Linked DNA regions of Mus musculus: all the other regions are linked to region 1. The links are chromatin contacts, called in public Hi-C, HiChIP or PLAC-seq and promoter capture Hi-C maps. All regions are on one chromosome and are shown on one strand. Each heading gives the region's core, a stretch centred on a gene start, on an enhancer-like site or on the middle of the called end of the contact. The rest is flanking DNA. Distances are from core to core; before and after follow the strand shown. Region 1 holds the start of Dclre1c (DNA cross-link repair 1C). Region 2 overlaps Frmd4a (FERM domain containing 4A). Region 3 overlaps Frmd4a (FERM domain containing 4A). Region 4 holds the start of Frmd4a (FERM domain containing 4A).

Region 1 (7,398 bases), core at 2,128-4,627:
CTCCTGACTCTCTTGGGGTTTAGCTTGTATGTTTGTTTATTTCAATGCTGACTCACTATGTCACCCTAACTTGGAACTTGCTATGTAGACCAGGCTGGCTCCTAATGCACAGAGATGTGTCAGTGCATCTTTCTCGTGAGGACTTTCACTGAAAGCACATTCCTCCATGTCTGTCCCAGGACGAACAGTTTTAAAACCTAAATTCTCTATTAACAAAACCAACCGTCCCAGGTTAAAGAAACCTTTCAGAGACAGACAAGCTCAAGAAACCGGCTATTCTAGGCCTTGTTGCTGTTATGTGTGTCTTCCCAGGTTACAGAATTATCTTCAGATAATTTCAGTCTTGCCTGATGCTAGGCAGGCAGAAACAAGAAATTCCCACTATGCACTGTCATAATTCCCCAGAGAAACTGGAGGCTGGGTATCATTTGAAAACACTCTGTTACAAGGTAATGTGTCACACAGCAATAGAGTGGATGCATAGGCTCAGACCTGGTTAAAACCCTGGTCTCGCCACACCCTGCTTCTGTGACACTGGGCAACTAATTTAACCTGCCTGGCTTCTTTGTTTCCTCATCTGTAAATTAGAAGTAATAAGAACAGGTATTTTAAAAGTTACCAAGCAGTTCTAATGAGGACACCAGCTCCAAGTAGACAGCAGTAGAATTCTCGTAGGATCATTCTATCTAGGGTAAACATTAGAATGAAATAGTTGTTTTTTCCTATACCCAGGGTGGGCATCAGAATGAAGACTTGTTTCCTAGAAGTACTTTGACCTAGAAGAAATCACTGTAGAAAACAGTGATTGTTTTCTGTTATCTATAGTTATTATTCTGAAGGAAGTTTCCATCCTTTGCATGCCTGGAGTGTCTTGCATTATTGAATACTGCAAATAGTGCACCCTAAGGGTAAAAGCCGAAGGGCAGGATGATCTCCTTCACAAAACATCTACATTAGATTAGGGGCTTTGGTTGGAGGAACTTTTGTGTAGTAATCCGTAACGTGCTTCCGGTGAGGTTGTTTGACGTTCTGTTCATCAAGGCTGCTCCTCCCTGTTGTATCAGAGCCTGATTACACTCTGGAGTGACCCTCTTTGACTGACCCTTGACTCAAAACTCTGTCCGACAGTGAACTACTACATTCTCAACCTCTATCATGTCTGGCCCATCGCAGCAGCCATCGCTCACCACTGAGCCACCTCTCCGGCCTAGCATTCTTGCTAGCAGAACCACCATTTACACACATAAACATACTCTTACAAAAACAAAGGTACAGCCGGGTGTGGTGGTGCACGCCTTTAATCTCAGCACTCGGGAGGCAGAGGCAGGTGGATTTCTGAGTTCGAGGCCAGCCTGGTCTACAAAGTGAGCTCCAGGACAGCCAGGGCTATACAGAGAAACCCTGTCTCAAAAAACCAAACCAAACCAAACCAAACCAAACCAAACAAACAAACAAAAAAAACAAAGGTACATCAGCTAGCAACACAGACGGATCACAGAAATACAATAGTAAGAGCTAGACAGGGCTGGAGAAATAGCTCAAGTAGTTAAGATGGCTGCTCTTCCAGAAGGCCAAGGTTTAATTCCTAGCACTCATAGGACAGCTACACACAGGTAAACAAGCATACATGTAAAATAAAAAAATAAATAAACCTTTGAAAAATATTGAAGATGTCTTAATCTATCCAGTATATGATCCTGTTTATTTATTTTCATTTGTTTAAGACAAGTTCTCACTATGTAACTCAAGCTGGCCTTGAACTCACAAATCCTCCTGATTCCTCCATGTTGTGATTAGACCACCATATTAAGCCACCTGTTTATATTAAAATTCAAGAATATCCAAAGTTAGCTCATTGTGACAAAAACTCAAAATAGGAAATACTTCTTGGAGAAGAAGCAGGTAAGACTAGACAGGGGTCTGGGACATGGTAGTGTTCAACTTCTTATCTGTGTGGAAGCCACATAATGTTTATATAAGCTCATAAAGTTTATACAGGCTACCCTGCTAGGGTGTATGTCCTGTTCTGCCTAGGTGTTATCTCTCAGTTAAGATATCTACTTAAATACAAATAAGTAACAAAGCCAATTACCTGCATTCCAGCCTTCTTTTCAAGGAAGGAGCCCTTAATCCTTTCATGTGATCTACAAGGAAAAGAATTAGAAATCATAACCATGTTTTGTTTGATTTGGTTTTTTAGAGGATTTCTCTTCCCTGCAACAGCTGGGTTGTCTTTGTAAGCTTCCTACTGTGAGAAACTACCTAAGGCTCACCATTCTGAGCAAATAGATTCCCACAGGCCTTTGGCTCTTCTGCACATGACGAACCTTTCAGAGTAGGGAACAGGAACCACTAAAAAGGGTTAGACCCTGAGCTGATGAAAGCTATTCAAGTCCCACCTGGGTCAGGGGACATACGCAGGAAGATCAAGTGCGAGTATGAGAACCTGGGTGGGCTGATATGACTCCACCTAGGATACGTGAAGCTCTGCCCCACAACCTAAAATAAGTAAATAATAAAGAAGAAAAATGGGGGACACTTGGCCAAGCTTATCGACTGGTTGTACACACACACACACACACACACACACACCCAAGAGTATAGTGTGAGAAACATTTGTGTGTGTGTGGGGGGGGGGGGGTTAAAGGGAGCGAGGGAGGGAGGGAGAGGGAGGAGGAGAGACAGAGAGACAGAGATAGATGTACAGATCGATCTTGGGCTCTTGCCAAATATCTCCGGGATGTAGAACTTCTGAAACACGTGCCTGTGTGAGAGAGGGGCATTTCGCTCTTACCTAATGTCTTTGGGTGTAGACGTTCTGAAACGTGTTTTCCTTACTCGAGATAAACGAGAATTAGGGAAGTTTGGGCATGAGCTAATTAATTAAGCCTTACCAAACATACCCTCCGCTGGGACAGCAACCAGCACTTCTAACAGCTCTGCCTTACCACAGCGTCCAGGTCTGATTGCAACCGGAGCTGGGGTTAGGAGCTGGGGTTACAGAGGTGGTACAGACCAGGAGCTCAATAAAGCCAGAGGTTAAGCGCCAACTGGCATTAGGAGTGCTTCCCAGTGCCTCGCGGAGTCCCAGCCTGTCCTCCCCTCACCAGGTGCCGACCTCTGCCATTGCCTCTTCAGACCATAGCGCCCCTGAAATAGGTAACGAGAGGAGCTCACTCACCCTTGTGACAGTGCGAAAGGAAGTAGGCACGGGCTTTCAGGTTCTCCCTGTCGAAGCGGTCAATGGAGATGGTTGGATACTCCGCCATCTGTCCCTGGAAGGAGCTCATCGCACCCGGGAACACTAGACCCAAAGCCCACCTCGGAAACAGAAGCACACACTGACCCTGGGCGCCACTTCCGGGAACCTGCGCACCGCCTACCCATAGGCCGGCAGAGCTCAGCCACATCCAATCAAAGGACCCTTGAGGTAGGGGCGGAGCCAATGGGCATCCAATCCTGATCCAGCCTCCCAAGTCCCTTGGTTTAAATAACTGCACCAGCTGGGCACGGAGAAACAGCTGTGCGTAGTTTGTGGGTAGCACTGGCTGGTCATGGAAAGTCACGTTCCTGCCAGAAAGCAAGAAAAGACACCGAAGTGTTTGTTGCGCAATGCAGATCTGCCCGCATCTGTGGAGGAACCAAGGCAGGAAACGAAACACAACTGAGAATGGAGGCCAGAGAGCTTCCCTTTTCTTAACCATATTGCCTTGCATTTCCTCAGATCTAGTGAAGATCGAGTTCTTTTCACTTTTTTAAAAATCTTATCCCAATTTGTATTTTATAGGGTAACCACGAGGATTGGATGAGTCATTGCCTCTGACTCTTGGTTAGTAGATTCCATTGGTAGTTGCTCCCTCTTCTGTATTATATAAGCTAACTATATTTTGAAGGCTACAATTCAGACATAGATTCTTAGAGCAGGGGTGGGGGGAGTAAAGATTCCATTGATCTGCTGGCCTCCAGTAATCATTTAAGTTGTACTTTGAGGAAGTCAGAAGGATATATAAAGAGACAGAGGGAGAGGATGGGGGGCAGGGTGGGAAAGTGTGTAGTAATCATACTAAGATCCACCAAAGACTTTGTCAGTGGCATTTATTTTCTCCTTCCTAGCAAGTTCTCCTCAGATACTCAGCACTGTTGATCAACTGGAACCTCCAAACCCTGCTATGCAGAACACTTTGGCAAGCCTTGTGGAGGTAAACAGGAAAACTGAAAAGAAGCAGTGTCTGCAAAAACTGAGCGACTGGTTTTAGTACTGTGGGGAGATTAGAATGTTGCAGATCCAGAAGCGAATTATCGTATCTTGAGCTAGTTCTAGCCCTTGGGAATAGCCATCCCTTGTTTATCTCTGTTGGAATTAACATCTTGTGAGTAACAGATGAAAACCTTTTGGAATCTCCTAGTTTAGCAGACCACTATTTTCACCTAACCCAAAAATTAAGAACGTCATCAGATAGCATCTCGGGCCTATAGAAAAGCTTTCTCATCTTTGCTCTCCGATGTACACTAAATATGACCTGACTTAAGACTTTCTTCTATAAAACTGTGAAACTCTTTCCTTGTTGGAACATGGAATTTAGGATGACCCAAATCTCTGTTCCAGCCCCAAGGTTATTAAAAATGGCCCCAGAATAAACTCTCTTTTTCCCTTTAAGATGAGGTTTCTCGATCCACAGTGGTTACATGGCTAACTCTGATGTGCCATCCGAGTTCAGCACATTTGAAAAGCCACAAAAATGAAGAATATGACAAGAATATTTTCACAGAGGCAGAAGTGATCATGGGATGATGCCAGGAGTAAGCTCTGAGCAGAGGGGTCGGAATGCCAGGGTCAGAGAACATCTGGTTACTCTTGCAGTCATAATACCTGGTTCTATTCACATTCAGATATTCATAAGGAGGAAGCAGGGAAGTAGAGGGAAGTGTTCTGGATATACACACCAACTTATACATTCCACACAGTAGTACCGGTAAAGCCTTGGTTTTGTATAAGATGGTCTTTCCTAGACTACCGGAGGACAATTGCTGTGGATGGGTTGTCTCTACAGGACAATACATTCTGCACTGAGTCTGGTCGTCGACAGAATTTCTCAGAAGTTGGAGCTCCTTGAGAGGCAAGGCAAACTAAAATTCACTCTTACTTACTTGTTCGTTGCTTTTCTCGTTACGACGTACACAGTAGGAAACAGTTGTGAGAATCAAGTTGTCACTGTAAGCAACATGCATGCTTATATTCTTATGACTGAACTTTTTCCGTTCGAGACCCCTTTCCTTTGAGAAGTTTTACACAACACTGGACACATAAGTATATAAAACAGGCATGCAAATAAAAAGTTTGCTGGTAATAAGTCCTAAAGAGATCTATTTGAAAACAAGTCTTTGGTATACATATATTTAAAAACCAAATCAGTCTACTAATGGATGGGCAGGTCTGTTTCTTTTTACAGAAAGAATTAAATCTTGACAATATCTGGTGCTTCAGGATGCAGAATAACTTTAGCATTTTGTTTAGAGTCAATTGATACTAATTTTATAATCATCTGTGCAGAGACTATGGCCTTGCACAAATGAGACAACAAACAAAATGGCAGATGGATATTTACAACCATTTCAGAAATTGTTGAAAATTCTGTTCTATTTCCAAGTAAATTTGATTTTTTTTTTTGAGGTAGGGTTTCTCTATGTAGCCCTGGCTATCCTGGGCCTTGCTCTGCAGACCAGGTTGACCTCAGACTCTGAGATCTGCCTGCCTCTGCCTCCCGAGTACTGGACTCAAAAGCATGCACTACCATGCCCAGCAATTTTTTCTTTTTTATAAAGCTCAAATCAGCATCTAAAAGGATAATTTTGGAAATTGAACATTTCAACACAATACAACCCATCCATATATACTTACACGCTGAAGGATAATGGTAGGAAAATATTAAAAGTCTTTGCTTTCCATAATTAAGTCATTGTTTCTATGTAAGAAAAAAATGCATGTACAGCAAAAATAATTGGAGTTCTTGAATGTGAGGTACTTCAAGCAGTGTTTGTCAGTGTTGTGTGCCATGACAGCTTATGCAATGTGGAGTGTGTTTTGTGTTTAGAATTGAGCCTGGCAGGTGTGGTGGCACAAACCCTTTGTTCCCAGCACTGGGGAGACAGAGGCAGGTAGATCTCTGTGAGTTTGAAGCCAGGCTGGTTCACATATCAAGATCCCGGTCAGCCAGAGCTACATAGGGAGACCCATCACTAAACAACTACAGCAAACACTAGAACAGAGACTTCTGTGTTGTTTGATACAGACATACACTGTGGTATGATCTCCTCAGATTAATTATGTGTTTGCTTTTGAGTTCATTTTTGGCCATTTTGGGTTCAGAAATTGTTTACTCTCTTTACAAACTAAGACAGGGAGACAAGTCATGGAGGGTGAAGGGGAACTGCTAGGGTGTTTGGAGAGAATGAGAGGGAGAGGTGGGTGTGGCTATAATTGAAGGACATTGTTTAGGACTGGAGACACAGCTTGGTAGTTAAGACTTTGTACTGTTCTTGCAGAGAGACCACCTTCAGTTCTCATCACCTGCATCGGGTGGCTCAAAAATCACCTGTCTTTCTAGTCCCAGGGGATCCAACACCCCCGGCCTCCATGAGCATCTGTACACAGGTGCATATACTCACTGAGACATACACATGTATATGCATGTACAGACACAACACACACACACACACACACACACACACACACACACACACACAAAGAGAGAGACAGACAGACAGACAGAGAGACAGAGAGACAGAGACAGAGACAGACTTTTAAAAAAAAGTTACAACGTTTACATGCATGAAATCTGAATATAGGATTCTATGGAGGTTTCAGGTAAGGAACCAAAGAAGCCCACTGCCATACTCTAGGAAATCTGATGGTCAAAACTCATTTATTTGTTCAACAAGTAGTTATCTGCTCTCTACAATGTTACAGCTCCTGGGCAGAACACTAAGGCACAGTGTAAAGCAGTCAAAGAACCCTTGTTCACAGAATGACTACCCCGCATAATGTGTTGCCAGCACTTGGGGAGTTCCAGATGCTGTCTGAAGTGTCCTGTGTTTAGTATTTCTGTCTCACAGCAACCCAAGCAGACAGGCTCTTATTGTTCAGTTGTTACATTGTTATGTAAATTGCACAAGGTCTTCTCAGTAAACAGAGTCCAGACTTAAATTCAAGGCCTGTGTTCTGAAGTGCCTTCCTCGTAGCTACCTTGCTTTTCCTGCTCATAGTGGCAGCAGCGGCAATGTGATGGTGAAATATATTTCCTCACTTTGAGCATGCTGCATACACATTTGCATGCTAGGAGCTGTTCGGCTAGGTATGGCTGGTGCAAAGTGACCCAGGATTACCGAGGAAGACAACAA
Region 2 (7,398 bases), core at 2,919-5,418, 990 kb before region 1:
TTCCTGATATTCCCTTCAGCTGTCCATGCCAGGTGTCCCATGGCACCAGTGAGAACAGTATCTAACATTGGACATTAGCACTGGCTGCCATTCATGGCCGGTGGCACAGCTTGCAATGTGGGTAAGATGGTTTGGAGAGGCTTTTCTTCCTGCAGCGGCCTTCTTTATATACTATACCCGCCGTGTCCCGACTCAAGGGCGGCGGCGGGAAACAAGATTCTAGAACAGCTGTAAGCTTTGTAAATTCCACATCGGGGCCTTAGTGGCTCTTAAAAAAAATGTCAAGGGCTTGCCATGAGCCACCAGGCCACCTGCGCTGGCAGAACCCACTCTAGAGGCAGGCATATGACACCTCAGCCAGACCTATCTCAGGAGGCTCCGTGCAGGGCATCTGAGAGCTTGGGGATGAAGCACACTACCTGCATGGGTAACCTGAGCAATACTTAACTTTGGGTTAAGTTTCCAGTGTTCCAGAACCCCGAAGCACCCCTCCTAGAGGGGGTTCCCAGGGCTCCAACTCTAGAAGTTAGAAAGCCAGCCCCCAATAAAAAGTACAATGAGAATTTGGGAAGGCATTGTGCTTACATCAAAAGGAGTTTTGACAGCTACTCTGACATCTGTACAGGGCAGTCCATCTGGACCAGAGCCTGCCGCTTGGGTGTTTACATAACTGAGTTCTTTGGAATGGATTCCACTAGAATGCCATTGGCAGGGGCTTCTTGCTTTCACTGAGCTGTGCTGGCAGATTTCCTCCTCCATTCATCTTCAGGGAGGTTTCCTTGCTGGCTGCCTGCCCTGTGCAGCACCCTACACCAGACCTGCGTCTGGGCTCCTGACTGGGTCTCAGCAGCTCTAGAGAGATGAAAGTTCCAGAGATATCCTACCGTTACTCAAAGTCATTTAGCAGTGGGAATAATGAATCAGGCTGGGAGAGAGAGAGAGAGAGAGAGAGAGAGAGAGAGAGAGAGAGAGAGAGAGAGAGAGAGAGAGAGAGAGACTGGTTCTCACTAGAAGATCTGCAGGCTCCAGGTGGGACTGCTGTTGCTGGAAACAAAGCAGAGTCTTCAACAGCTATAGTCCCATCAAACGGGAGTGCTTAAACTGTGCAGGGAGCATAGCATTAGGGTACAGTTACAGAAATACAGACATTATATTGTATCTGTTATTCAAATCAAAAATTCTAATTGGACACTGAACAGTTTCTAAAAGCTTCCCGCAGGAGGTAATTATGATGTTGATGCCTTGTAGAAAAAGAGGCTGAGAGTTACCCTACTGTTTGGGCTCTTTCTGTGCAAGGAGAGACAAAAGATGAGGTTTCCCCCAGATCAGAACTGTTTAATTTATGACAAGGTTTCTGATCTTTTGCTGCGTTTTGATTTAAAAGAGTTTACCATGCATGCCACTCAGAGGGTTTGGATATCCAAACACTCTGTTCTTGAAAACGACCTGGAAAAGAGGCTGGAATTTGTCAGTGATATCAGGAGGGCCAGAATTTTCAGCCAGGACAAACATGGGTGGCAGGATAGTGACTTCAGTTTCACATATTTCCTAGTGCCTAGCACAGAACTTAAAACACAAAAGATTCTCAACTAAGATGACAGATTAAGGGGAACAGCCAGAAGGGCGAGAGGAGACAAGAGAAGGTAAGAAATAAAAAGAGAAAATTTAAAAATTAGATTAGAAATATGAAGCTGATTTTTCAGCCCCCCCCCCCCGTGTGTGTGTGTGTGCGTGCGTGTGTGTGTGTGTGTGTGCATGTGTGTGTGTCGGTTATACATGCACATGCCATGAAGCATTCATGGATGGCTGGGGGCATCTTGCGTGACTTAGGTTCTTCCTTCCACTTCAGGAATTCCAGAATCAAACCCAGCTTGCCAGGCTTGGAAGCAAGCGCCTTTATCATCTGAGCAATCTCCCTGGCCCCAATCTTGATGGGGTGATGGTTTCATGGGCACAGATACATGCCAAACTTTCCACAAAGAGTTCAAATTCAGCCTGTACCTCACGGTGCAACCTTGTCTCTGAAGAAAAAGATGATGTGCCCAAACGTCCAACAGTATAGTTTACATTTGTACATTAAATTTGCACAATAGAAGTCAACATAATAATAATGATAATGATAATATGTCAACAGATCCAGAAGACTTGGGAGTTAAGAGATAGGCCTTTTGCATGCCAAAAAAAAAAAAAAAAAGAAGACCATCACACAGGTGAGGCTTAGTGTATGCAATAACACATCTCAAAAGAGTGTTATGTCCTTTGGAAAATTAACTTGCTTTTCAAATAATATGCTTTCCCCCAAACACAGTCAGATTCAGGAGAATTGGGCCGTTGAGCTATATAGTGTAGACCCCTTTCTTCTTCTTTAGACAAGACTTTGTTTAATGTAGCCCAGTTGGGCCTTGAAACATGATCTTTCAAATACAGATGTGTACCACCTGATGCTTTAACATTGTCTAAACATGGATAAACCCCAGATAAAATCACACATAACACCACTCCCTCAACATATCCACTCTGTTAAATGACATAAGCGTTGCAGATCCCAAGAGGAATCCAGGGTCTAAGGCCCCGCTGTACCAAGTCTTTCCTCACAGATATGGGCAACTCCATCATCCACATCTGGTTTTTGCTCCCAAATCTTGGACTCACTTTTATCTTCGAATCCCACAGGTAGCCTGCTGGAAAATCCTGTGTTGCCCAGTGGTGATGCCACCCAGAGTGTGGTCTCACTCACTCAGTTTCTGTAACAGCCATCTGGCTGCACACTTGCACTCACTTCCACCCCTGCAGACTTACCCTAGAAACACCCAAACCAGTCCCATGCAGCCTCTCGGTGGGACAGGCCCCCCGCCCCCCACATTCTGCCTTGCTCTTCAGCGTGGGTCCTATCCACGCCCATGTGACCTCCACTGTCCATCTGTTCTCCTCGGCCACCCTCAGTCTCTTGCTGTTCCCTGAAGTCACACTTCTGCCTCCATTTATCCTGGGGCCTCACCAGGCGAGGGAAGAGCTCTACCACTTTCCAGCCCTGACTCTTTGTGTTAACTGCAATGTAAGGATGTGGAAGATGGCTCAGTTGGTAAAATATTTGCCATGCAAATCCAGAACCCAGCACACATGAAACAGTCCTCAGAAGCAGTGATGTGTCCATTAGGCGTTCAGCCTAGCCAAACTGATGAACTCTAGGTTCAGTAAGAGATGGAAAATGATGACAGAGGAAGACACTTGATGCTGACCTCAGGTGTCCATGCAAACACGCACATGCATGCAATGCACAGCCCCTCCCGACACACACAATGTGTGCATATCCACATATCCACAGATGGACACTACACAAAGGGTGAAATAAAGTGATGCCTTCTTCCCATTTCCCTCCAACTGCTTTATTCATCTCCATGGCAATTTCCACCCTCAGCATCCTAATAATTTATTCATCGATTATGTTTATTGCTTGCCTCTTCTTTAGCTACAAGCTCCTCCAGGACAAGTGTGTTCTTACTAACACCCTACTAAAATGCGTTGGGTCTGTGTTGGGTCTCCGTATGCATGTGCTTACATGTGCACATGCATCTGTATATGTGCACACACACACCTTTACACACACACATCTGTACACACAAACATCTGTACACAACAAAAAGCTGTGACCTAGAGGGTCAGGAGGTACTACTGAAGGCTCCAGCCAAAGAATGAACAATATGTTTCAGCCACAGGATTAAGTCCAAGGTCAGAGGAAAGACTCTGTGTGTGTGTGTGTGTGTGTGTGTGTGTGTGTGTGTGTGTGTGTGTGTGTAAGACAATGGAAGAAAGGAAGTTTAAGAAATAATAAGCTGCCGGAGTATGTGAAGGGCCTTTTGTTTTATGCTGAGGAGTTTGGTCTACAGGGAACACAGATGAGGAAGGGGACAAGGAACAGAGGAGAGGGTGCGCTCGCGAGTGTTTATGAGTGGAGCTGGGGCCAGAGAGTGGTGAATGGATATATTGTAGTGGTTTTATAATGACTCAGGAGAGGGGAGATCCTGAGACAAGATTGTGGGAGCAGACACCTTGCTTGAAGAGACTGACAAATGGTAGATCTGGTTTTGGAAACAGTAATCCTAAGAAGCTCAATGCAGGGGGAGCTGAGACTCTGCAACTGAAAGGAAGTGGGGAGGCAGACTGGTGAGTCAGCCCTCACAGGACAATGATTTTAAAGCCTCACGAGGAAGAGGAAGAGGAGTGATTAGAAAACCACAGGTGGCGCTCCCAGTAACAAAGAGAAAGGCAGCAGAGATCTTTTGAACTCTGGGACATCATCTGAGGGTTCGGAAAAGAACATGGAGAAATGGACAGGACCGAGAAGCAGCCATGACGAAGCTGGTGTGACAGACAGGTGACCCCATGTAAGAGGATCAGAGGAGAAGGCAGGAGACACTGGCCTGGCAATTGGCATCTTCACCTTCCAGCTAACCCTGCAGACCACAGGACCCTGGGCGCTTCATCCCTCCTTTCCTATGCACTAGCATGCAGCCATTTTCCTCAGTATAAAACCCAAACCATGGCCATGCAAAGCCTACAGTTCAGAATCTTCCCGCTGAGTGTTTGCTCCTCCTCTTGGAGTGTGGTCATTTCTACTGGCAAGACAAAAACACTCTAGCTACAGAAGAAACAAAGGACTGTGTTTTGGGTATTATTCTCTGAATAGTTGGCTATCTTTCCAAGTTGGAAGTTGTAGAACTCAGCATTAAAAGAGTTTGGAATCTCTATTGACTAAGCTACAGCCTTGGGAACGGGAAGGGACACAAACCAAATTGTTGCGGACTACAAAAACCATGTTTTCCACAATAAAGAAAGGAAGGAACCACACACAAATACCAGCTTATAATTTCTCTGTGAAATAACAGACATGTTCCACCCTGTCTAGGCAAAAAGATAGCCATAGGTTATCCCTCAAATATAGCCTAGTCTTGGAAGCAAGAAGATAGAATGTTCTATAAATACTTTCTGTTTATGCATGTTAACACTTTTAGTCTATGCATCTAGTCAGTCCGTCACCAGGAAGCCTGGCATTGCTTGTGATTCATTTTACTGGCCAAGTATGCAGATCATCTAGGTAAGTTGGCATATTAATTTCTCATTTTGCAGGGATACTATCCTGGGATCTTCAGTGTGATTGGGTGATTGAGGCAATTTGGGGGTGGGGCTCCAAAAAAGCATCCTGCATTTTCAGGTTGTAATACGGTTTCTACTATTAATGCAGTACATTAATTATTAAAGGTTTATTAACTGTTCAAGTGCCTGTTTAGTTCTTTGTTTGCTTATTATGAATGTGGGTACGCTTGTGCTATGCGGGGGTCAGGGGACAACGTAGGGGAGTCAGTTCTCTTTTTCTACCACCTTTGAGTCCTGAGGATCAAACTCTGGACTTTGGACACGAAGGGCCCTCACCTGCTGATTCATCTGAAGCCCGTAACAGGAGTTTTCCCTTTCCCTTTCGATGCTAAGTAGCAGTTAACATTACTAGACAATATGATCTTCATCAGTTTCAATTTTACCTACTCTAGAAGGCCTGTGAGTTTTCTGATCATTTTTGAGAACTGGAGAATTATTTTAGAAAGGTAAGGGGCTGCAACCCACTAGCACAAAGCCCAAATCATCTTTCCTCTCTTCCTTCCTTCTTCCTCTATTTTAATGCCTCTTAATGTACTGAGACCCAGACACAGCCTCAGGCTTTCTCATTATCTCCCGGTTATTTTCCCTCACGCCCCCATTACATCACTGGGCACCCCCATTCCCATTAACTACCTTTTTTTTAAAATAAACGTTTCCCTGTTTCCAGTAATGATGATGGCTAGGGTCATGTGTTTTCCTGCACGAGCTCTCTCTGAAAGGCTGGGGTGACTTTTACAAATATGTCAGCTAATGTTTGTCCCCACTGTCCTCCTTTCTATGACATTTCAGCATTATAAGGGAAAATGTATGACTTATTTTATGTCTACATTTCTTCTTAGACCCCTAACATGTTCTAAATCTCTGCAGAGTTAGTATTGTTGATCCTTCCAATGTCAGAAGAGCAGATCAGAGACAAAATTTCTTATTGAAAAAAATTAACATTCTGTCTATCTATCTACCCATCCATCTATCTATTCATCCATCCATCCATGCATGTGGGGAGAGCCACACACTCTGCATGTATGTGAGGGTCAGCAGTCTCCTGGAAGCTAGTGCTCTCTTCCAGTTTGTGCCCCAGAGATGGAACTCAGGCTATCACGATTGATGGCAAGCACCTCTACCCACTGACCCACCTCATGGACCCCTCGTGTCTTTTGCTAAACACCTTGCACACCTTTTGCATCTCAGGTGCTTCGTAGCTGTTCTCTCATGCAAGCCTCTGAATGTGACTTCGCTTACTGAAGCTAAAGCTAAGAGAGATTTGGGAGCTCACTACAGGTCTTACAGTCAGAAGGTGGAAGACCTGGCTAGATAACAAACCCAGAGAAGATGCCACAGTGTACACTGTGTTTGTCACACTCTGATGCATCGTGTAAATACCTGCCACAAGGCAGGGATGTTTGCCTTGGTCCAGTAGGCAAGGCTCCTCAATGTGAATATCTTCTCACTGATAAAAGTGATCTCTACAGTTCTTTCATTGCTATAATGCTCTCTCCCCAAAATGTTCAATGGTTCAATCACATGCAGATATATTGTGCAGGCTGCCCTGAGCTCTGGGTGCACCCTGAGGCCCTCACAGTCATAGCTGTGGCTCTTAACATCGTCTGTCACCTTCTGCACATGTCTCCACACTCTTGCCAAGTCTTGCAGGCTACATCTGTGCCACTGGTCACTCTATAGTTCTTCTGTTACCAAACACTCAACGGACCCAATAAAGGGGGATTGAGAAGGCAGAACACTGCCTCACATTGTGCTCAGCTCTGAGTCTGCTTCGTGTCCTCACCACCTCCCCCCTCTCTGCTTTCTCTCTCTGAGCAACACAGAAATAAATATTGGATATTTACTGGAGGGTGGTCAGAGGCAGCCAGGAAGTGAGCAAGCCAGCCCTGAGTTACCCAGCTTGTGTAGGTGTGTCACTCAGATCCAGATGGCTCTGCACTCTTTGGGTCCCTAGTTTGGATTCGTCTCTTTACAGGCATGTGGGGAGAGCGTTAATTGTGTGTTTTACGATTATGAATGGCACAGCCTGGAGACGCTCCCATTCTGATTTCCATTTGCCGCCATACAGCATCAATCTAACTCCCCATTACACATCATTTTTTTTTTTTCATGCACTGCTCATTCAATAGGGACAAAGAAAGGCAAGGACATCGACAGATCAGGCAAATTCTGGTGGAAATGGTGGGGAGCAGGCATGAAGTTATAGGGGAAATGTTAGCTGATTCAAGTGGGAAATTATTGCTC
Region 3 (7,398 bases), core at 2,022-4,521, 800 kb before region 1:
GGCTCAAACTGCAGTACCTGATTTATATTTTCTGCTTCATAAAGGGAAGAAAGGGTTATCTCGACCTGAGAGCATTTGGGAGAATCTGTAGTTAGGGAGGATTTTATTATAAATTCTCTTCATATTCAGCTCATAGGAACATGGCTGCTTTCAACAATGATCTAAAGGATTGATTTTTTTTCTTGTCTCCCCCCCCCCCTTTTCTTGAGAAAAGTTATTTAGTTGTCTTAACATGGCAAAGAAAGCTTATCTGCAAATTCCTTTACTCATGGATCCCCCTTGAGAGCTTATATAGATGTGTATGCTTCCTTAAAACCACAAGCGAGCACCAACGGAGACAAACACCTATTACCTGAATTGGTGGTCCACTCCTGTGATCCCAACACTTGAGAGGCTGAGGCAGGAGAATAGAGAGTTTAAGGCTAGCCTGGGCTACATAGCAAGACCCCCTCCCCATCTCTAAAAATAAAACAAAAGCTGTCATTGCTGACTTGTCTGAGTGTGGAAGAACACAGGCTTGCCTCTGCCAGTTTGCCGCCGGGAGGTAAAGGACTCCGCCACTTTAAGCTCAGCTTCTTGATATCTTAGTTGGAGTGTGGAGGTTTCTGCTTCTGCCAGCTTCAGAACAATGTGACTATGACTCCAGATGCTTATGGTGTGTGAATGCTGGGAATAAACCATTCTTGTTTGCCTGAGACTGAGGGGGCTCCTCTGGGCTTGGGAATTTTGGTGTTAATGCTGGGAAAATTGAAGGCAAATCGGAAGCGGTTGGTTTGGAGTAGGCATGTAGTTTGGGGTGAGAGATACTCTGAGATGTACAACATGTCTTACTCGAATTGGGGTCAGATGTTGAAGTAAGGATAGAACGAGACAGCAGACCATCGCATCCGTTTGCACAACTACAGTCTGCTATTGTTACTATTTGGGCTTCTTCAGTTTTCTTTTCATTGATAGCAATTCCACGTGGACTGATGTGTTCAGTAAACTGGTTCTTGGTAGAATCCAGAATGGACAAGTCTGTTAGCACAAACAGCTGCCATGGCTCACTGACCTCAGTTTACCTCCATGAGAAACAGGCATCAAAGCATAAAGCCCTTTCACCCAGATATGGCCATATTTGATTTGTCTATATACCACATAGATTTCAAAGTCACTTGCAACTAATAGCTAATCTAAACGACAGTACTACCTAGGCTACATCACTAAAATGGAGGAGGAAACAGAGACTAAGAGTTATCTTTGAAGGAGACTGTTACCATAGCTTCTGTTGTACCTCAAAGGGGAGGTGGGGGTTATTTGCTATTTACAAGGGGGCAAACAGGATCCCTTTATATTTATAAAGTCCCCTTGGTATCTGGGAGGACAATAGCAGCTATGGAGGCTGACCGTCTGGGATGCAAATTCCTCTGACTTTCCCGTACTCTAATGACCTTATCTATGAAAGGGGAAAGTAATTTAGTCCCCGTGGAGAGATTTGCTGAGGTGATTGAAAAGGGAAATCAAAGACTGAACAAACCAATCACAGCTGGGTGTTTGGAAGTCACATTATGTAAGTGTATACATCTCTGTTCAGGACTCAGGCCTGCCCGTTCTGCGAGTAGAAAGTGTGCCTTGGTTAGCCCTGGACCCAATGCAATATAGCTAAGTCCTAAGTCACTTGTCTTCCTAGGCTAGTCATGATAGACTTTTAAGAAAATATGCATTTATTTATCTGTGTGTGTGTTTGTATGGGTGTGAGTGTCAGAGCGAGAGGGAGTGAATATGAATATAGGGACCAGGTTTCAGGCCTGCTCACAAGTGCCTCTAGCCCCTGAGCCACCTGGCTGGGTTCTGTTTATTTATTTCTATTAGATCCTGTGTCCTGCATCCATCCATATATCTGTCATTTGTTTACGTATCTCTCCAGCTTTGGTCTTAGTATAGTTTGTCTCTTCTGAAACTTACCCTGACCTCTGCTGGTCCGGCAGGCTGAGAGGCAGACCTAAGGGCAGACTTACACAGCTGGAGCATTTTGAGTGGCTTGCTTCCTTTCTCTTGGGGATGGAGTCTGTTATCACTAGAATGGGTCGTTACAAATATAAGCTCCCCTACCCATGCCCTTCTTGCTGTAACTTCACTTTATTATGTCTTTAATTCCTTTCTGATTTCCACCATGGGTCAAATATAATGAAGCTCGTTTTGTAAATAACTCAGCCTCAGGTAGTCTACTACAGCACGAGGAAACAGATCAAGATGTCCTCTGCCTGAACTTCCTGTCTGACTACCTATCATCTATTTATCCATTCTGGGTTGCCTTGTGATGCACACCACACCCCTTGGCAGAGAGAGGAAGATATGGCACTCTGATGGATGCTCGAGCCCCCTTTACAGTTGCTGGCTCTTGCATTAGCACCTGGGTGGTAAGGAAGGCAGCATCCTGCTCGGCTTCTGGGAAAATAGTGGGTTTTGGAACATTTTAATGATGGGGAAGGTCAAGAACTTGAATGCAGTTTCCTCTCTGCAGATCTTCCCTCCCCAGCCTCACTCCTTTTATCATATGAGATTTCTTTGCATATCTGAAGAAAGTTATCAACATCTTTCTTGTCTTTTTTTTTTTTTTTCTGGACAAATACTTTCAGCTCCATTCCAATAAAATTCAAATTTTCTTCTCTAAACACAATAGTCCTTAGCACAGTGACAAGAGCAGAGTGACCTGTCTTACTTCTTTGTGTGTGTACATGTTGATGTGCACACACACATCTGGATAGATGCACATGTTCCTCTGCACACACACATCTGGGTTGATGCATATACGTGTGTAGAAATGTGCATGCAGGATCTGAGGCCATCACTGAGTTCTTCCTTTATGGGTCTCTATCTTACTCCTGGGCATCGGGCTTTCTCACTGAATCTGGAGCTCCCTGAATGGCTAGACTGGCTTCCATCAAGCCCCTGCGACCCTCTTATCTCTGTCTCCTCTGAGCTGGGATTACAGACAAATGCTATCACTCCCAGCCCTTTCCATGGGAACTGGAAATTGAACTCGGCTCCTGGAGCTTCCATGGCAAGCACTTCACTAACTGAGCCATCTCCCCAGCTCAGCCATGTGACTCTCTACAAGATGCTTATGATAAGATCTTCTTCCTGTCCTGATCGTAAGCTGATAGCTTCGTGCTCAGAGCTAGAGAGCATTGGTCTTTTTAATGGTTTCAGCTGTGTGTGGACACCACAGGGCTTATTGTCAGTGAAGTCCTTGGTGCTGTTTCCTAGCAGCTGAAAATGCATACATCTCTCCTCTCTCCTGCTCACTCTGCCCTTCCAGCCTGCAGCAGTTCCCTCTAGAGGTTCATTCTGTCACCAGCAGATTACCCATTCTGCCTGGCTTTGTGTCATCTGCCTGACAATGTCACTGAGCAGAGGAGGGATCCCAATGAATGAGACAGTCACTCTGAAGTGTGCCCGACCTTGCTCACCTCTTTCAGCCTGCCCATCCCCCAGATTCTCTTTGCGCTGTGCTCATGTGTCTTCTAGGATCTGTCTTTGGGCTCAGCTGTTTGGCTCATGAAGACCACTGTAGGTGTGTGTATGTGTATGTGTGTGTGTGTGGGGGGGGGGGCTTGCTTCTGTCTCAACATGCTGACTGTTTCTTTCCTGTTGGGATTGTGGAATCCTGGGTTTCTATTTAATTCTGGAACTACTCTCAGTAGCTCCCCAGGGCTTCATCTGACCCCACACCTTACACAACTTCTTTTTACATCCTCCTTCATGATGTCTTGCCTCTGAGCACTGCTACGCTAACCTTCAGTTCAGGTCTGCTGTTAGGAGGTTCCATGAAAATAACACAGGGGGAAGGGAGGCTTCTTATAGCAAACACCGCTATCTCAGCCCTCATGGTTCACTTAGGAAGATAATACACGGCGCAGAGGCGGCGGAGGGCGGGGCCCCCGTCATTGATACATTGGTATCAAAGGCAAGGTGGATTAGAGGTCTTCTCTATCACAGACCTGTAAGGAAATCCTAGTTGAGAAAGAAGGTGGTGGGGACTCATCCCCTTAACCCCTATAGTCTTGTCACCACCTCTTCAAAGCCACTTTCTTGGAGTGCCCCTAGAACTTGAAATCTCTTTCCTCTCACAGCTGATCTTCCTGTCACAGTTGGCTCCCAGTGTCATCTTCTTCCCACAGGATCTGCTGCTGGCTCTCAAAGGGTATTTCCACGGGGGAGGGAAGGGTATCTAATGTGATTGCTGCTGGCCAGCTTCCCATCCATTGTCCAACTGTTCTTCATTGGTCTGGGCAGCTAGCCCCATGCATGCACAACATGAGGCGGCTTATCAGCACCATTTCCCACACAGGACTGGCGAGTCCAGCGGTGTGCTGTCACCTGCTGTAGGAGAACAAAGGCCTTCTCCCCCCATCTTCTTCCCCAGAGTGCTGGGAATCAGGCCAGCTTCATTCTGTGTTTTCAAACATGCTAGTTTCTGTGGCAGCTTTTATAATGATTATCTCCCGAGAGTCTTGGCCTCAAAACACTTTATTTATTGAGGGTGGAAAAAAATTCACCCTTTTTAACCATTAAAACCAAGAAGGTATAGTTTTACTGGAATGTTTTCCCTTGTGGGAAAATCTCTCCTTTGCCGCTTGAGGGGAGCCATTGGCCATAGTGTGCACTGACTGGATGGGACCAGCCTATGGCAGAGAGCCAGGGCTCATAGGTCAGATACACAGGTATTTTCTAGAACGTGTTTTGTGCTATCTTTCTAAGTCCATAAATTCAGCCCCTGGGCATACATTGCTTTGTGAGACTTGTACTCTTCCACGTGAGTAAGTCCAGTTATTCCCTGGGAGAGCGAAGGTGACATTCTCAGGGAGGAAGAGAAGAGCAGAAATGTCTCTGGAGTGGGTGGCACTGTGACTGTGTGGCACACACAGTAAGTATAAAATAGTAACGTGTTGCTGGCAGCAGGGAGAGTATTTATAGCAGAGACCTAAGGATGACTGGGGAGGAAAAACCCTCTGAATAGTGACTGGCGGAGAGGCTCCAAGCTGATGTTTTGTCTAAAAGATATTCTTATTTCTGCCTGAGACCTGGAAGCTACAGGATCACCAAGACAGAATATTTGTGCTGGTCATAGATCATGAGCAAGTCACACTTCCTATAGCTCCGCCTCACACAAGATGGGAAGAACATGGCCGAGAGAGAAGTGCTTGGTAGCCTAGTGGATGCGTGTTTCACTGCTACGGCAGAATCCTCAGGAGGAAGGGGCACACACACATACACACACACACACACACACACACACACACACACACACACACACACACGGGTGGGAGGCTGAGAACCTGAGAACACCACCACTGTCTGTATGTTGGTGACATACACGTGGTATGGGCACATGGCCTGGGGAAGGTACAGTGGACCTGAGAAGGACTCAGTCAGAAATCGTAGACTCTGGTCGAGGGAAATGGAATGGGGTTAGAATTTGGTGTGTCACCTGAAGCATCTGCAATTGTTTAGAGATCAAAGGTCCTTATTAGCAAGGGAATCAACTTGCCAATGAGGTATCTCAAGTACTTTAAATCTTTTAACTTTATAACTGTGACTAGTGAACTCCATAGGCTGGGCTCAGTGCCTCGAGATACATCTTTTGGTTGGTGAGAATTCTCAAGCTTTTTATATTACTCTTCTCATTACTGTGACTGAATAGCAGGCATGATGGATATGGCTTGAGGGAGGAAGGGTTTGTGAGCTCATGGCTAAAGAGGACACAGTTCATCATGGTGAGGAAGGCATGGAGGCTGGGGCACTGTGTAGCCACAGGACTGTGTTTAAGACTTCAAGGCTTGTCACATCCCGACAAACCAGAAAGTGGAGAGCTTGGTTCAGAAGTGAGCCCACTGCCTATAACCTTTCAAAACCTACTCCCATACCCAATGAGCCCATTCCTCCAACTAAGGACACTTCCTAAGCACCCCCCGCACCCCCCCCCCCAGCCTCTTTAAGCTTCATTGCTAGAGTTCAAACACAGGAGCCGACAGGCCAGTACATATGTAAACCATACCAGTTTCTGATTTTGTTAAAAAGAATTGCCCACATTAAGTATCCATTAGAGTTAACACTGAAGTGGCTGAGCTGAGGTTTCGATCGAACAGACCAGCGAGACAGCAAATGGCACCAAACCTGCTTTAACTGCAAAGTGTGAACAGGATTTCAGGAAAAGAGAGTTAAAAATGGACAGATTCCCAAAGTCTTAAAAGAGGAGTTTCACCTCTTTCCAGAGCCCACTAATCTTAGTTTTCTCTTTTTATTTCTCTCTCTTCTAAAAATATTTTATCACCATTGTGGTCATCATCATCATCATCATCATCATCATCATCTCCATCACTGTGTGTGTGTGTGTGAGTGTGTGTGTGTGTCTCTGTGTGTGTGTGAGTGTGTGTCTCTGTGTGTGTGTCTCTCTGTGTGTGTGTACACATCCATATGGGTGTTCCATGACATGCTTGTGGGAGACAGAAGACAGTTTTTAAGAGCTGCATCTCCCCTTCCACCACAGGTTCTGGGAACAGAACTCAGGTTGTGAGCCTTGTGTGACATGTCCTGCCCCCCCACCCCCAGCCCTGACCTCATTTCACAGACTGGCTTTGAACTCACACCCCTCCTTGCTCCAACTTTCCAAGTACTTAAATTACAGGCATAGCACCATGCACAGCCAGTTTCTTTAACTGAGATTTTACCCTTTAAAAGTACATTAAAGGGTGTGTGAGTGTGTGTGTGTGTGTGTGTGTGTGTGTGTGTGTGTGTGTGTGTGTGTGTGTTTGTGTAGCATAGAAAAATACCTCCCACACAGCACTAGGAAAAAATAAACCTTAAAATATTTCAACTACTTTGGAGTCAGTAGCTGTATAAAAATATCTCATTGTCTGCATTAACATTTATTTCCTGAGCTGATTTGTTGAGTCTTCATTTTCCTTAGGAAATATTTGGCCTCTTCTCATTTGCTGTCTGGCTACCTCAGCAAGATTTATTATGTGTGTATTAAGTTCCCAAGAGGAATCACGAGTGCTCTTAACAGCCCAAGCTAGTCCTTTACATCCTTTACAGGATAATTAACATGGCATCCGAAGCACAGATATTCTGGAAGATCCAACTTTGCATTCCATAGAGAGAAACTTGACATTGCTTGAGTTCAACTTAGCAAGGGGTAGCTTATATTCTCATCTGCCCAATCTCCAGGTCACCTTGCCACCCTGTCACTGGAGCTAGGCTGAGTTCATTTCCCTTTATGTTTCTGATATGTTATTTTGTGTTATAGAAGGTAACCAGGTGGAGGCTCACACTGCAAGCCAGGCTGGCAGCCACTTAGCACATAGACTCACTTTCTCTATTGAATCAATGTCACTGCCTGGCGACTGCTTTGGA
Region 4 (7,398 bases), core at 2,978-5,477, 730 kb before region 1:
GGATATTCTTTAGAAAGTTATTTGATGCCACAAACCAGAAGCCATTCCCCCCCCCCCCTTTTTTTTAAAGTGACTTTAATTCACAAAATGATGCAATGTCTTTATGTCTTGGAGGCAGAATTAAGACAGGTCCAGACACATCAAAATGTACTGTCCCTGGGGATGTAGGTAATTGTGAACCAGAAGAGATATTAAAGACAGCAGTGTGGTGAGTATTCTTAAAAACTTCAATTAGCACATGAAATAGTTGTGAAGCTTTAAAAGTCAATGTCCACCTTTTCTAGAGAGGTTACTGTGGACCTGTGTTTTCTTTACTTCATAAACATTTAACAAAGCACAGCTGTAATGGAGTCTGGCCAATTATTCCATCCTCCTCCCACTCCACCCCTCTCCTCTTTCCTACCCTCTCTTTTCTGTTTACTCTCTTTTCTCCTCCCCCTTCCTGGTTTCACTTTCCTCCTGCACCTCCCCTCTCAGGTTCCCTACCTTTACTTCCTGTTGTCTCCCCTCTCCATACCAGTTCTTTCCTATCTCCCCTTCCCTTCTTCTGTCTTCCCCAACTCCTCTCTCCTCCTCTCCCGACACCCCTCCTTCTTCATCTTGCCCCCATTCTACAGTTGTCTCCTTGCATTCATAACAGCCAGGCTTGGCTGGATTTCCTTGCCTTCCCCCAGTTCTTGCTGAAAATTTCACAGTAGGAAGAGAGGAACCCCAAGAAACTGAAAACAGGAGGCTGCTGCCCTTGCCTCATTCACTGGATGCAATCAATACTCAGGAGACTGAGGAGAACAGAGGAGGTTGGAAGGTGAAGAATGGAATTGAAGAGAGACATTTACAAGCAACACAATGGCAACAAAGAATAGCATTATTTCTATTTGCCCTCCTAAGAGTCGAAATCCAATCAGCATCTTTCCCTTCTTTCTTTCCATCTTGCCTCTACAAGCATCATTTGCTGTGCTCCTGTATCCCATGCCCCAGCCATCACCTGCTAGGGGGACAGTCAAAAATACAACCAACAGCCTAATGACTTTCCTAGCTTGGTTTATAGCAGTGGCTCTCAACCTGTGGGTCTCAACCCCTTTGGGGGGTTGAATGACCCTTCACAGGGGTTACATACTAGATATCATGCATATCAGATGTTTATATTATGATTCATAAGAGGAGCAAAATTAGTTATGGAGTAGCAATGAAAATAATTTTATGGTTGGGGTCCCCACAACATGAAGGGTGGCAACTTTCATGTTGACTACTTTAAAGGGTGGCAACATTAGGAAGATCGAGAACCACTGGTTTATAGTATCCAAAAGGAAGCATGAACAGTGAGCCCAAGTATCTAGCCACAGGCCAGAGCTGTGTTTAAAACCTGGGTGGCTCACAATACACTGTTATTAGAGGAAGCCAGCTGTCACCCTGTCTGTTTCTAGGTATGTCAAGTGTGACCACCCACCCAGGAGACAGAGCAAGCTCAGGTGTCCTCCTGGAAATAGCCTTAATTTCAGCATGCCTGACCATTTTGCCCATTCTATTTGGCCCCTTCCAGTGAACCTCATGCATATTTATGTGCCAATTATGCAAATCCCAAGATGAAAATGCATTAAGCACCTATGATTTAGACTGGTTAAGTCTATTACATGGCACAATGAAATTACTGCATGATGTCCAGTTTATCTCAACACTTGCTTTAAATTGTCAGTTAGTTATTAAGTAACCATAACACACCAAAATTTTGCTGAAGGAAGTGTCCTTTGTCTGCCCAACCATGATACTAGGAAATCAGACATTTCGAGCTAAATCCTCATCAACATGAAAAAACATTCCAGAGTAGACTTAATAGGGCATAGTGTGATCAAAGTTTAAGAAAGGCAAGAGATCACCAGTATTGTCAGACTCTGGCAAATTAAAATCGCTGGCTCATTTCAACAACACACAACTCAGCAATTCAGAGACTGAAGATGAGGCTCAGGAGTGGGATTTTGTTCTTGATCCTTATGCAGTCAGGTCTCATTCCCTGAGCTGGCAGGACTTATTGTAGGTTACCAAATTCAAATGTACGCTGAAATTTCAAATAGGGAGATATCAATTTCCAGAGTCAGAAATAAAAGAGATTAAAAAGGAAATCACAGAAGCAATTCAAGCACAGGGGCAAATCCCTTGTAACCTGGCAACGGAAGGGTCAGAACCAGAGTCCATTTGGTGTGTAGTAATATCAGGTTTGAACTTTGGAAGGACCTGAGCCTCTAATCTCAATGTGTACTAGATGACGTGATGGTCAAAGAACCAACCATGATGAGAACTCAGCCAGTAAACATAGTACATGCGCAATCTGACCCACAGATGTCCATTTCTCCTGGATACTTTAGCATGCCATTTTAATGGGCCCATTGCTTGATTTGTGGAGTGTCTGGGTATATCTCATTTCCATAGGGAACTCCCCTTGAAGTCCGTGCGAGTTGGACTTGTATGGGGTTATATGCTCAGATTGCTAGACATAGTCAGCCTCAGCAAGAACCGCTAGGAGAGTACAGTTTGTCTGCAGCAGTGATTTCAGGAGCTGGCCAAATGAACAGATTCCACAGCCATTCCACCAAGCATTCGGATCTCAGCTTGTCAATAAAGAGAGAGAAGCCAACTGCATTTGCCATTTTCTCTGCAGCTGTGAAAACTGTATGCTCTCTGCCTGCTACCTCCAGAGAAGAACATTTGGAAGACACTGCCTGCAAGCAACCTGACATCACCTGGGGAGGAGAGAACAACAGGCCACCACACAGGTCTCCAAGGAGATCTCTCAGCTAGCCAGCCAAGGGGCTGGAATCAGAAGCTTTGTAGCAACTGTCACTGGGGCTGTCCTTCTAATGAAGGGTGATTATCAAAGGACGGGTGAACCCAGCAGAATGTCCACCCCCACATGCTGTGGTGCTTTCATGCATGTCCCAACATTCCAATGTTGTCTCAAAGTGTCACAGTCATGCCCCTTAACTAGAAGGGGCAGACAACAATAACAACAACAAACAAAAACAAAACAACAAGAAAACAACCAAGACCACTTCCTTGACAAAAGGCTCTATTTGTTTTTTAACCCTAGCTGAACATCAAAGAAACGAGTTAAATAAAAGCCTGATCCTATTGATTTCACCACTGTTATATGTTTAAAGAGCTATTTGCCTCCTAAATTTTAAAATTAATCAATTAAGAAAAATAATATTGCTAGCGTTATTTAAAACTTTCAGCCTCTGTTCAAAGTTATGCATGAATTCAGTAGCCCTTTCTTCATCTGAGCTTTCCTTGGGAAAGTCCATGTACAAGGCAGTCCTTTTCAAGTAAAAAGCAAACTCCAACCAAGGAGAAAAATGTCCACGAGGTTGGGATCAGTCTCCTGGAGCTTTTTTCTATAGGCTTCCGGAACAAGTTCAAGGTGTGTTTGATTAGCGCTGCCCTGAAATCTCTTGTTCAGGTCGGCGAGTTTTCTGAGAACAAAACGCTCTCCAGAATGCATTAACCTACTTTCAATAGAGAGGCTTCCCCATCCTCCGCTCTGAACCGGAGGAGGAGCCCAGAGGATGTTCCAGTGAAAGCTGGGCATGCTCTTTGCCTTAAAAGCGGGACTCATCCTGCGAAACATCAGCGCAGCCAGAGAAATCCGTACTTCCTGCAAGCACACCAACAGCTGGAGGGCAGCTCCGGTCCCAAAGCAAGAATGATTGGAAATCCTGCTAAAATATGGCTGTCTAATCAACCGAGAGGCAAACTCATTTACTAAGATTCCCATTGTCCACGCTGACAGATGGCCCCCCGCCCCCTTCCCCTTTTCACTGATTGTAGTAGCTCTGCCTTGGAGGCAAAGCTATTCTTTGAGAGGTCCAGTTGCATTCGCCAGCCTAGTTCCGAAACGAGACAAAAGCTAGTATAATCTTCCTTTTCAGTGAGCCTTCCCTAAACCACCAAGGAGCGCGCAAAGAAACCAGGGTTTAGTCCCCCTTACCTTGGTTCTCATCGGAGATAGGAGCCCTTCCATTTTGGCGGAATCCTCATGCCAGTTTCTCTTCTCTGCAAGTTACTCTGTCTGTGTTGCAGTCCTTAAGCATCCCACATGAAAAGAGCCATGCCTGGAGCCTCCAGTGGCTCCCCTCTCGCGGGTGGCGCCTCTGCACCGCGAGCAGTCTAACTTGAATTCTTGGTGCCTGAGGTGCCCGAGAAAGGATGTACGGGGAGAAGTCTGCTCCACTCCTCGCCCTCTTCCCCCTCTTTCTTCTCTCCGGTGCTCTCTCCTCCCTCTCTCTCCTCCCTCTCTCTTTCCATAATCTGCCTACAGCTCTCAGTGTACCGTGCTCACTTGACAAATGATCTCTGTCTTAGGTATTGTATTTGAGCCAAGAAAAGTGGTCTGAACAAACTACAGGGCAGCTCACCCAAAACAGAAGAGGCAAACAGAACTGCTGCTGCCTGGCGCTCCCAGCCTCTCGGCTTCACTAGGCAGCGTGCTCTCTCAGGAGTGAGAGAGTAGATCCATCCATCTATTCGTCTTTCATTAGAAAGGGGGATCCTGAATGGAATCAGTTGACACCATTATTCAGATGGTTTTCTGGTCCATATGCAGAAAGCAGAAAAAAAAATCGTGTCACTTACATATTTCAAAATAACCATTTGTTAAACCCAGTGTAGACACAACATCTGGACAGGGAACTGGAATTTTTGATGTTTGATCAGATGTTTGGACACACCTTCTCCAGAAAACTTTCAAAATCAAATGTATGGATTCTATTCCAGAGAGGCTGAGCATTAAACAGTGTGTGTGTGTGTGTGTGTGTTATTTGGGAGCTATGTATGTGTGGGTATGTGCTATAAGGAGTTGTGTGTGTGTATGTGTATGTGCATAATGTGGGTAGTATGTATGTATAGTATGTTTGATTTGTAATGGGGGTTCCTTGCGTATGTGTGTTATGAGGACTTGTGTGTAAGTGTAGCGTGTGTGGATGGTGTGTGTAGTGTAGTGTGTATATAGTATGTATGGCATAATGGAGATTATGTGTACATGCCTGTCTGTGTATATATGTATAAATGGGTGTCTATGGCATAATGGGGGATTTTGTGTGCATGTGGTGTTTGTGTGTATGTTTGTGCATATGTATGTGTGTGTGTATTATACTGCCAAAACTAGGTATCTCATTTAGTATTGCCAGCAACTTGGAAAAAGCAGACAATGGAAGAAACATACCAAAGAGGAGTGTAATGGAATGAACTGGAATGGAATGAACCTGAACAGATGTACTTCCTTCAGCTTGAAGGGTTATCTGTGTGGTAAGAATTCAAAACCTGCCCCTCCATGAATGAGTGTGTCACCATACCTAAGAACACCCATGTCTTTGCAAGAGCTTGAGGGCATATTCATACATACATTTGATGCACACAGCAGACGTGAGCTGACCTATGGCATTTACACCTACCGCCATCTGTCTCTTGTCCCTGGAATGGGACCTGTCCCTCTTTTTACCTGCTTCTCTTATACCCGACTCCCAACACAGCTCCAAGATGAAGCTGCAGGTGGACCTTCTTACTCAGTCTTCCTTCACTACACCCTCAACCATGTATTAATCCACTTTTCCTCCACTAGTTCTCAAAACCATGGGCTAAGGAACTCTCTCGACTCCTGACTGACCTCTCCGCCTGCACTGGAGTTCTCTATGCTCAATGCATCTCCATTCAACTTTATGTATCAGGCTGAAATTACATTCTCCCTGAGCCAAGTGCTCATCTCATTGTCCAGACTCTCACCATACCAGCAAATCATCCAGATACACGGAGAATAAGCCCATGTCCTGATATAAAAGATTCCTGTCACCTTGGGGTGGCTTCCAGACCGTATTCCCTTCACAACTATCTTAGTTGGTCTTATTCAGTATCCAAGTATTTGGAGTCTCCTACAATTTTTTTTTCAGTCATTCATCAAATAGCTACAATGCACCTGCTGTCTGCTGGGTCAGACCCCTTCAAGTTCCTAAGGACACAGTGGGAACAGTGTAGCCTAAGGCCTGGTCCACAACCTTGTGGCGGATGCAACACCCCCCCCCCCCCGTCCCCCGTCCCCGTGACCTCACTCTGTGCCCATGACACTGGCACAGTGATTATGTATGCGATGTGCTCGTGTGACCTCCTCTTGACTTCAAGGGCTGCTGCCTGTGAGACATTTCTCCTTCCCGGACATTCACTGTCAGCTCTCTCTCAGGAGACTTAAAGTGGCTTGTCTCCAAAGAATTCTGTTCCCTCATCTCCATCCCTCATTCTACTCCGCTCTCCTCTCCATACCTATCCTCTACGTGTCCACGGGCCTTACTTTGGGGGTGTCATGGGAGAAGCTCGATCTCCATTATTCAAGGAAGAGCCCGGTGCTCACCCCCTACCTCCCTTCCTGTCTGGCAGACCTTCCTGTCTTCCCTGTGGAGATGCTCTCACTCACTCTGTGTGCCACACAGACTTTCACTGTGTTGGCTTCTCTGTGACTACAACAAGCTACATCCATGACTTGCTTCTAGGCCCTAGATGGATGCTCTAGAACATTTTGCTTTGTTTCACACCTGTCCTGATCCCAGAACCCCTCACCACCACTTGCAGACATACACAGTGTTTGCTCCTTGACCTTTTAGCCGGGGCACAACTGCTCCCTGTTACTCTGCCTCTCTCCAAGTGTTCCTAAGTGGGTAGGACACAGCAGAACTGTGTCAGGGCTTACAAAAAAAGTTACACTGATCCTGTTTTGGGCTGCTTGGTGTCTGACAGACTCCAAGCATGGGTTTTTGGAACCAGAACAGCCCACCAAAGCCAGAGGAAGGGATTCTGGGAAGGAATTTTGAAGATCCTATATATAGCACCTCCAAGAGGGGCATAACTCTTGGGGTTGCTTATGTTCAACTTCTCAAACTCGAAGTTCCTGGAACTTGGGGTTGTTTGCCATGTGTCTTTCCCACTCTTTCATAGGTGTATGTGTGCATGTTGTGAGAAGGCAAGAGGCTGATGTTGTGTCTTCCTCTGTCCTTCCCCACCTTAATTTTTGAGACAGGTTCTCGCAGATAACCTCGAGCTCATTTGTCAGGCTACTTGGTTGGCCAGCAAGCCCAGGCAGCCTCTAACTCTGGACTTGCAATCTCACCCACGGGTCCCTGGAGTTCTTACATTTTTTCTATGGGTATTAAGGACTTGGGTTCTCATGCTACACAGAGAGCATTTAGTCATGGAGATATTTCCTTAGCTTCCACTTTGCATGTTTTCCCTGTGGTCTGTGAGGTTGCAGAGAATGAATATGGAACCCAGGAATGTAAAGGACCTGAAACAGTAAAGCAGAGCTTGACCTAGCACTGCTGCTGAGGCCCCTACTTCCGATGGTGACCATGAAACACTGTGCCAGGC

Evidence for each region. Promoter capture Hi-C pulls out the DNA fragments that hold promoters and counts their contacts. Hi-C and Micro-C count contacts between places; a contact is called where the count stands out from the background. HiChIP or PLAC-seq counts read pairs in DNA pulled down with a chosen protein or histone mark.
Region 2: an H3K4me3 HiChIP or PLAC-seq map of bone marrow-derived macrophages shows a contact between it and region 1, with 5 times the contacts expected there. The contact joins the enhancer-like site here to the promoter of Dclre1c in region 1. A contact is called at or near these places in 2 of 39 promoter capture datasets (embryonic stem cells and hippocampal neurons), 4 of 115 datasets of contacts at active chromatin or transcription factors (bone marrow-derived macrophages, embryonic stem cells, fibro-adipogenic progenitors and 1 more) and 1 of 9 other capture datasets (macrophages).
Region 3: a contact with region 1 is called in a Hi-C map of the N1E-115 cell line, with 2.7 times the contacts expected there. The contact joins the enhancer-like site here to the promoter of Dclre1c in region 1. A contact is called at or near these places in 2 of 39 promoter capture datasets (both in the 3T3-L1 cell line), 1 of 484 Hi-C or Micro-C datasets (the N1E-115 cell line) and 1 of 115 datasets of contacts at active chromatin or transcription factors (pancreatic cancer cells).
Region 4: a promoter capture Hi-C map of liver shows a contact between it and region 1, with 2.5 times the contacts expected there. The contact joins the promoter of Frmd4a here to the promoter of Dclre1c in region 1.

Annotation. Positions count from the first base shown.
Region 1 is chr2:3,420,110-3,427,507 of GRCm38.p6, reverse strand. It overlaps Dclre1c (DNA cross-link repair 1C), which reads right to left and starts at 3,377. Exons shown (of 14, transcript NM_146114.3): 1 at 3,182-3,377; 2 at 2,093-2,144. The coding sequence starts at 3,290. It also overlaps a transcript of Meig1 not described here.
Region 2 is chr2:4,406,766-4,414,163 of GRCm38.p6, reverse strand. All of the region lies in intron 1 of Frmd4a (FERM domain containing 4A), which reads right to left. Among named protein-coding and RNA genes, the nearest start is that of Gm23691, 29 kb to the right of the region's middle. Within about 2 kb of position 4,168, at least 44 of the 459 cell types and tissues checked have an H3K27ac peak or open chromatin away from gene starts, as enhancers often do. A contact at or near this core is called in bone marrow-derived macrophages and pancreatic cancer cells, where this site is marked.
Region 3 is chr2:4,224,649-4,232,046 of GRCm38.p6, reverse strand. The region is part of intron 1 of Frmd4a (FERM domain containing 4A); the gene reads right to left. Among named protein-coding and RNA genes, the nearest start is that of Gm39752, 19 kb to the left of the region's middle. Within about 2 kb of position 3,271, at least 28 of the 459 cell types and tissues checked have an H3K27ac peak or open chromatin away from gene starts, as enhancers often do. A contact at or near this core is called in the N1E-115 cell line, where this site is marked.
Region 4 is chr2:4,149,692-4,157,089 of GRCm38.p6, reverse strand. It overlaps Frmd4a (FERM domain containing 4A), which reads right to left and starts at 4,227. Exons shown (of 23, transcript NM_172475.3): 1 at 3,980-4,227. The coding sequence starts at 4,012.